2 separate regions of the Mus musculus genome follow, and region 1 is linked to region 2. The links are chromatin contacts, called in public promoter capture Hi-C maps. All regions are on one chromosome and are shown on one strand. The core of a region is the stretch at or near the end of the contact, and the rest is flanking DNA. Distances in the headings are between cores, read along the strand shown.

The links. Capture Hi-C pulls out chosen DNA fragments and counts their contacts.
Region 1: a contact with region 2 is called in a promoter capture Hi-C map of adipose tissue. The contact joins the promoter of Flywch2 here to the promoter of Zfp13 in region 2. A contact is called at or near these places in 1 of 39 promoter capture datasets (embryonic stem cells), 2 of 484 Hi-C or Micro-C datasets (forebrain and nephron progenitors), 2 of 115 datasets of contacts at active chromatin or transcription factors (embryonic stem cells and pancreatic cancer cells) and 3 of 9 other capture datasets (adipose tissue, liver and pancreatic islet).

The regions. Positions count from the first base shown.
Region 1 is chr17:23,784,339-23,788,336 of GRCm38.p6, reverse strand. Flywch2 (FLYWCH family member 2) reads left to right here and starts at 2,256. Exons shown (of 3, transcript NM_029798.4): 1 at 2,256-2,336.
Region 2 is chr17:23,583,351-23,587,833 of GRCm38.p6, reverse strand. It overlaps Zfp13 (zinc finger protein 13), which reads left to right and starts at 1,582. Exons shown (of 6, transcript NM_001356268.1): 1 at 1,582-1,873; 2 at 2,260-2,396. The coding sequence starts at 2,340.

The sequences.
Region 1 (3,998 bases), core at 1,007-3,506, 200 kb before region 2:
GGAGCTTGTGGAGAACATTCTTGTTTTGTTTTGTTTTGTTTTGTTTTGTTTTGTTTTGTTTTGTTTTGTTTTGTTTTGTTTTTCGAAACAGAGTTTCTCTGTGTAGCCCTGGCTGTCCTGGAACTCACTTTGTAGACCAGGCTGGCCTTGAACTCGGAAATCTGCCTGCCTCTGCCTCCTAAGTGCTGGGATTAAAGGCATGCGCCAACATGCCCGGCATGGAGGGCATTTCTTACTGAACCCACTACAATATATGATAAGCCCAGGTTTATTTTCCAAGTAAACATTTTGGGAAAATCCCCTATTTGTTATCTTAGACCTATACATAAGTGGGCAAACATATGATCAAAATCAGTTGCATTATGGGCAAGGACATGCGCAGTGAGCAAAAGCTACCACCAATCAAAATAGAGGAGCACTCAAAGTAAGAGTTCTGGTAACTACCGAAGCCCATAAGAGAAAGCTCGGCTAACAAGGGCCTGCAGTCAGAGTTTACAGTGCATCTGACCCATCCTTTGCTTTGAATAAGATTTCCTCCATACTTTTATGAATCTGTGTCTGTATGTCAATTCTCTGAAAAAGAACCAAAAACCTGGAAACATCTGACCAGACCCTAGCCAGTGGTAAGAACCGGGATGCTGAGGCAGGAGGGCTGTTATGAGTTCAAGAGCTACATAGTGGGATACTATTGAAAAAATAAATAAAATGTACCTAAGTATATTTTCCTCTAATAGCTTCCTAAGTAGTCAAAACTGGCTTTGAACTCTTAGTCCTGGTATCTCTGGAAGTACAGTCATGTGCCACTATGTGTGTTTAAGTTAAATAATTTTTTAAAAATACAAGATCTTTATTGGTTCCATGTTTTGAAAATAGCCTCCACAATATTTATTTAGTATTTATTTATATTTGTGTTTGGATGTTTTGCTTGGATGGACAGAGACCAGAAGAGGGCGTCTAATCCCCTGGAACTGGAGTTATGCTCCAGGAGATCTGCATCATTGCGAGCGGCCATATAGGTGCAGGAAGAACAGCCAGTGCTCTCAACCAATGATCCATCTCTCCACGTGTGGTCATGGGTTTGTGTGTGGAGATCAGAAGACAACTTTGTGAAGTGATTTCTCTCCTTCTACCTTTATGTGGGTCCTAGGGATTAAATTTGGGTAGGCCTGGCTTGGTAGCAAGTGCTGTAAACTAAGGCTTCTGGTTGAACCAGCTATCTAAAGGGGAGCCACCTCATTGGACCCCTTGTTTTGTTCTTTTGAGACAGAGGCTTAACATCAGTGATTTATACGTGAAGATTATATATAATATACAATTATATTATACCATATATAATAATATATCTTATTAGAACATAATAATTTTAGAAACAACCAAGACTATGATTGATTGCAAATGACGTAATTCATGAAGACCTTTGCGTTACTAGAGAATGCCCAGGAAATGACGTTGACTCGAGAGAAAGGATGGGGCCATGGAGGAAAAGGAGCCAGGAAGAAGGGTGGGACCCAAGGACCTGCGGAGCCAGGGCCATGTGGGAGTAAAGGGGGAGAGCCTTTCTGCAGATGGGTGAGGGCCAGCAATCCCAGAATGATAGGATGCACGAGCACGCAAAATACAGAAAGCAGCGCCCTGAGCCATTCCGGTTTCCATCTCCACAGTAGAAGGTTGCGGGGATAAAGTCACTGAATTGTGCCAGGGCTATTTCAGCAGTCAGTGACTACAACAATGGGCGACGGCTGAACAAATGATAAATACTGGACCAATGGGCGAGGGCTGGGCTAATGACAAAGGATGCTGCGCAGTTAGGAATGTTAGCTTCAATGAAGAACACATTTCCCTTCCCTCGGAGGGACAGACAAAAACCTTTAAATAAGCATTCCAGTTTATGCTTTATTTAGTATTTATTTATATTTGTGTTTGGATGTTTTGCTTGGATGGACAGAGACCAGAAGAGGGCGTCTAATCCCCTGGAACTGGAGTTATGCTCCAGGAGGGAGTCAGAGTCAAATACGGGGGAAGTAAGTGGAAAGACGTCAGTAGACCATACCGGGGATCCTAAACCCAGGTAGCCCAATTCCTACTGGCTCCGCCCCCTTCCCGGGTAATGGACCCGCCCCTCACGCCTATTCATCGAGCGTTCAACTTGTCGCTGCGAAGGTAATATCCGGATAGACGGAATTCGACAAAGGAATGGGGGCCCCCTCATCCTGCGCATGCTCGCCCCGTGACCCTAGCTTGAGGTGACGGCGGGAGCCAAGGCGGGGGCCCAAAGCACTGAGGCTGAGGGACCCGCCACGGCTCCGTCGTCCGAGAGGCAGGGCCTGCTGCCGTCGGTGAGGACGGGCCCCCAGCGGGCGGGAGGGTCCTGGCTCCAGAAGCGACTCCTAGCCTAGAGGTCTGGGGATGCGGGACCGGTGTTCGGAAGGGTCCCTGGCTCTGGCCCCCCACCCCCAGATTCTGGCCGCTTTCTTGTCGGCCATCCGCGAGGCTCTTCCTTTCTCCATGCTTCCCTTTCATAAACCCACACTACCCCTGGACACCCCCAATCTGGGACACACAACCCCCAACGCGTCCCTACCCCAGCCCACTCTACCTGGTACATGTCCATCCTTCTGCAGTTTTGTTGCGTATGACCTGGGGGTGGGGGTGGGGTCCTTGTCCCAGTGGCAGAATTTGAGGGCTGGGACCCAGCTAGGGAGATGCTCAGGGGACTGAAACATTGGTTCGAGGGAAGCAGGGAGCTGGGGCAAGGGTGGTGGAAGATACCATTCTGAGTCATGGTGACTGGGGAAGGGAGGTACTCTTATGTGGGACCTCCACATTGGGGGACCTTTGCTGTGTTCTGCATATAATACAGTTCTTGACCTTTTGGGAGGGTGACTGCCATTTTCTTATGTCTCCCTGTGGGATGCCTCCCGCATACCCCAGTGTCATACCGTTCCTTGGAAAGTCCAATTACAGTTCTCCAGGACTGTGCAGGACAGTGACTATGGCAGCAGCAGGTGTTAGTAACGTGAGTTCAAAGACCTTACCCTTCTTCATCTGATGCTAGCATCTCCTATTACACAGATCAAACCAGCCCAAAAAGGGTAAGGGCATGTTTCATTCTCATCTTTGTGAAGGTAATTCTGTCCATCACCCCAAGATAACAACTGAAGTTCCAAGCCTGCAGAGCTTCCTCAGTAAGAGTTTGGACTTTTAACTGTTCTATGGCCATCAAAACAACAATCACCACCCATCTAGTGACACATTATTAAAATGACACATTATTGTCGTATATTTTAGAGGCTAGAAGTCAGATGTGGGTGTTATACAGCAGGCTGAATACAGCAGGGCTGTATTCATTCCTGAGGCTTTAGGAGAAAAACATTTTTTGTTTGTTTGTTTGTTTGTTTTTTTGAGACAGGGTTTCTCTGTGTAGCCCTGGCTGTCCTGGAATTCACTCTGTAGACCAGGCTGGCCTCAAACTCAGAAATCTACCTGCCTCTGCCTCCCAAGTGCTGGGATTAAAGGCATGCACCACCACTGCCCGGACAAGGAGAGAAACATTTAATTTGCCTCTTGCAGCTTCTAGAAACCTACCTCATTTGGCTGGCATGCCCTTGCTCGGTCTTCAAAGCCCCTCCTCAAATAATTAACCCTGCCTCTAACCTTATCTTTCCTGTTCTTTACATCCCATTTCCACATTTTTTCTTTTTCCTTTCCTTTTTTTTGGGGGTGTGGGGGGTTTGAGACAGGGTTTCTCTGTGTAGCCCTGGCTATCTTGGAACTCACTTTGTAGACCAGGCTGGCCTCAAACTCAGAAATCTGCCTGCCTCTGCCTCCCGAGTGCTGGGATTAAAGGCGTGCGCCACCACCCCCGGCTTTTTTTTTTTTTTTTAATAAATTGTTTTGTGTGTCTGTGTGCCACATGTATGTGGTACCTGTGAAGGTCAGACAGGGCATTGTGTCCTCTGAGGTGGACAGGTGGTTGTGTGAGCTACCTAATGTGGGTG
Region 2 (4,483 bases), core at 333-2,832:
ACCCAGGAAGCGGGTGGGTGGAGGAAGGAATCTGTTTTATGATTAGCATACCTTGGAGCATTGAGTTTACTACTCTTTCATGAACTTGTGCAGGGAACTAGGGTTGCTCCTTTTTGTTGTTAAATTTTAAAGACAATTTCTTGCCACGTAGCCCTAGTTTCTGTGAATTATGTAGCCCTCTCTGCCTGGCTTCACTTTTTGTACTCCTCTGCCTCAGCCTCCTGATCACTTCTGAGATTATAGGATCAAACCACTGTTCAGCCACTAGTATTTGCCTTTTGGAATGAAAGATCCAGTCTCAAAAGACTCGATGAGTGATGAGCTGTAGCCAGCAGGCACAGGATGAATTCCTGCAGACCATTCCGCCCCAGGAAGTGTTCTCAGGCTAAGACTCCACCCCTCTCCTAACACTGCTATGACCTGTTCTGGATGGAATGAGAAGCACAGTCACTTTCTTCCCCCTTAGAGCCTTAGTTCCCCAGGTCTGAAGGTAGCATCAGGATCTTGGACAACTGAATCAGCCCCTATTTAAAAGTTATTATATTTTGTTGTATATATGTCTGTGTGGCATGTGGGTGCAAGACACTTGGAATTCAGAAGAGGGTGTCAGATCTGCTAGGAATACCACCACGTGGGTGCTAGAGATTGAACATAAGTCTTCTGGAAGAGCAGCCAATGCTCTAAACCTCTGAGCCATCACTCCACCCCTCCACCCCACTCTCTGTCTTTTAAAAACCATAGTATCTTCAGATCTCTGAGAGTTAGAGGACAGCATGGTCTATATAGTGAGTTCCAGGGAAGCTAGGGCTACATAGCGGAGACAACAAATCCATGATATCTTATCTAGTTCTTCAGAGTTCTGTACAATGTAGTTGAACTATACTCATCCCCCATACCTCCCCCTCTCTCAAATTCACCCTGGGTCAGTCTCCATACGCCTCTATTATCGAGCCTAAATGATTCTTTTAAAATCCAATTCCTCTCCCATCTTGTAGACAGGTAGGCATCAGGGTGGGCTACAGAGAGTCTCATCCTGTTTCCTAAGTGCACTCAGGGATGGAGCACTCTGCCAGTTTGGGAGGGTCCAAAGTGCTCCAGAGGAGTAAAAGACCTTCTGATGTGTGGGTGTGGTGTGCGAGAGAGAATGGCTCTGCTCCTTCCATTCAGCGCAATAATGCTGCTCCGTTATGATGACTACAGTGCTGTCTTTGAGTCACAAAACACCAGAAATTATGTTTTGTTTTTGAGACAGTTTCTCTGTGCTGTCTTGGAACTCGCCCTGTAGCCGAGGCTGGCCTCGAACTCAAGGATTCAAGGATCTGCCTACCTCTGCCACTCGAGTGCTGGGATTAAAGGCATGTGCCACAAGGCTCAGAGCATCTTCCGTTTTTTCTGTTTCGTGTTTATAGATACCGTTGGGTATAGTAAGCGTTGAGAGCCAGCACTGACACTTTCTCCCAAGCCAAAAGCAGGTGCAGCAGAGGCAAGGGACCCCAGGACCGGAACCCTCAAATCTGGGAACTCTGTAAAGCTACAGCTGAGTTGGGGAATGGGATCTGGAAGGAACTTCCTGTTGTCCCTAATCCCAGCCTCCACCGGGCTTCTCCATCCGTTCTGTTCTGGCTGCAGACACTGGTTTCACTCTAGGGAGGGGGTCTCCATTCCCACCTTCACCCCCGGGTCTCCTTTGTTTCCTCCTTGTGTGAAGGGGATGCTAGGGAAGGCACATGGAAATCGGCTCGTGCAGTCAGCTTGCAGAAGGGGGCAGGGTCAAAGGTGGAATGCTGGCAAGCGATAATGAAGGGGCTGGACCCAGGATTGGGAAGATGAGGACACGTACCACCCAGACCACGACCACGATGATCGTTCCCAGGTGGGAAGCTGCAGCTTTGAGAGAACGGCTGACGGTGGCAGCTAATTTGTGGGTTTCAGGCGAAGCTCTGTGTCCGGCTGGGGCACACAGCAGGCATCAACGCACTGGCGCCTCCTTGGCAGGCTCTCCGCAGAAGTTTCTGCACCTCATTGACAAGAAGCCCTGATTCAGCCCTCACTTGCCATCACCTGGCTTCACTGAGATTTAGGGCTCTTGCTTCAGTGACAAAGGGGACAATACCATTCCTTTCCGAGAAACCAGAAAATATCATTCACCGCGGGGCACCGTAGGGGCTGGCAGACTTCGTATGCACTGTGGTCAGGCATGGGGAGTGCTGGACACTTTGGAAGTGTTCCTACGGTAGTGATTACTTTCCTCTTTTCCAGGTTCTTGGCTAAAACCTGGACGGGGCTCGACTAGCAAGGGAAAGAACCATTTGCTGTTTTTCCTGGCTCTGAAGTGGAAGATGTCTGCAGACAGTCAAAGCATCGCGGCTACTGAGAACGAGGAGAAATCCCATGAGGTATCCTGGGATCCTAGCTAGGGAGGGATGCCTTGAACTGTAGGAGAGGGTGTTTTCAAAACCTGTGTCTGGACAAAAGGAAGCATGAGAGTCACTGTGGGAGAAGAGGTGTAATCATGGAAAATAGCTTCCAACTGGTCTTTTCAGTGTAACTGGTTTTGTTCTGTCCAGTAAGGGGCATAGTGCCCACAGAACACAGGAAAGTCCTCTACTGCCCACTTTCTTTCTCTTGGGTTGCACCTCCTCATAGCTTACCTCTCTGTGTCCAAGTTCTAGTTCTGCCTGTTACTAGGTGTGTGCGTGCGTGTGTGTGTGTGTGTGTGTGTGTGTGTGTGTGTGTGTAATCGCCATCTTTGTGGGTCCAGGCTTGGACTCCCGGTCTTGGAGCTAGAGGATTCTGACTCAGCCTCAGGCCTGGTGTGTTACCTTGGGCAGCCCTGCTCTGTGGGAACTACTTGTGCTGTGTGTAAAGTTGACTCACTCCCACTTGTCTTACTAGGTCACTGGTAGGCTCGAAGGAGATAATGAGTGTGTGAGTCGTCTGTAAGCAGTTTGTGAGCCTGTAACTGATGACTCCTGTGGTCCATGAAGCGAGAACACCCAGAACTACCAGACCAAGTCAGCGGGACTGGGATCCTCCCACCTAGTTCTGTTGGTGTTATAACTATTAATAAATATACACTGGTACAAGTACTGCTGCTTTTATGGTGTAGACACTTAAAGAATTGTTACCAGTATCCAGTGTCCCTTCCTCTGATACCCAGTGAGCCTTGTGTATCTGCATTCTCTGCTGATGTCATACCCTGTCAGCTGCACACTGGTGGAGCAACAGTTGTAATTGCTTGCATTGCTCTTTGTTTATCTAGAACTTTCTGGAGTAGACAACTGTCTCTCATTCAACCTTCTAACTGTTTTATGCAGGCGATAGAGCAGCTGAGTCCAGACCAGCAGTCAGTCCCAGGCAGGGAGGGGAAGGCCAACTGGCTCCATCATGGTTTCTAGGTGGGAACTCATCAGGCGTTCACCCCCCAGTGTAAGGGAGGCTTTAGAGCTTGGTGGTTCAGGCCCTTCTTGTATCTTCCAGCCTGGGTGTGTTGGCTTCTTGTGACTGCCTGGGAAGTTCCCATTAACGGAGAGGCTTAGGCACCTGGGTTTAGTCTCTCATAGCTGTACAAGGCCTGCTCCCTTGGATGGCTTTCAGGAAGGGAGACTTTTCATGGCTCTGGCTATTCCTAGAGCCAAGTATGTGTGTGGCTCCATCTTGTTCTCTGTGCCTCCTCCTCCTTCTTTCCTCTTTTTTACTTATTTTTATTTATATGTATGTATGGTGTGTGTGTGTGACGGTGGGGGGCAGAGAACACAGATGCTTGTGGTCCAAAGAGAGCATGAAATTCCCTGGAGCTGGAGTTCCAGGTCGCTCTAAGCTGTCCAACATGGATGCTGGGAACATAACTCAGGTCTTCTGCAGCAGTAGTAAGTGCTCTAACTGTTGAGCCATTTTTCCAACCTCCGTGCCTTTGTTTGTTGTTTGTTTCTGGACAGTGCTGGGGGTCAGACCTAGTAACCCTAACAAGCACTCTGTCACTGAGCTATGCTCCCCAGCCTCCTGCCTGTGCGTGTCTGTGGAGGGAGGGAGGGAGGGACGGAGAGAGACACACACTAAGGGCTGCACCCTGGTCCTTAGACACATTACAGGCAGTCTTCTACTAAGTTCCATCTCAAGGCCTCTTTCAGCCTTTTATTTTTGAAACAGATTTGCTAAGTTTTTTATGTGGCCTTGAACTCTCTTAGTAGCCATGGTAGGTCTTGAACTTGCTGTCCTCCTGCTTCAGCTTCCCAAGTTAGCACCACCAGATCTGACTGTACCTTCTCTTCATATCAAGATCTGAATCACTGGATGTAGGGCTAAAGTTCCAATGATTTGATTTCTTTCTTTTTCTCTTTTCTCTTCTTTCTCTTCCTTTCCTTTCCTTTCCTTTCCTTTCCTTTCCTTTCCTTTCCCTTTCCCTTTCCCTTTCCCTTTCTTTCTTTCTTTCTTTCTTTCTTTCTTTCTTTCTTTCTTTCTTTCTTTCTTTCTTTCTTTCTTT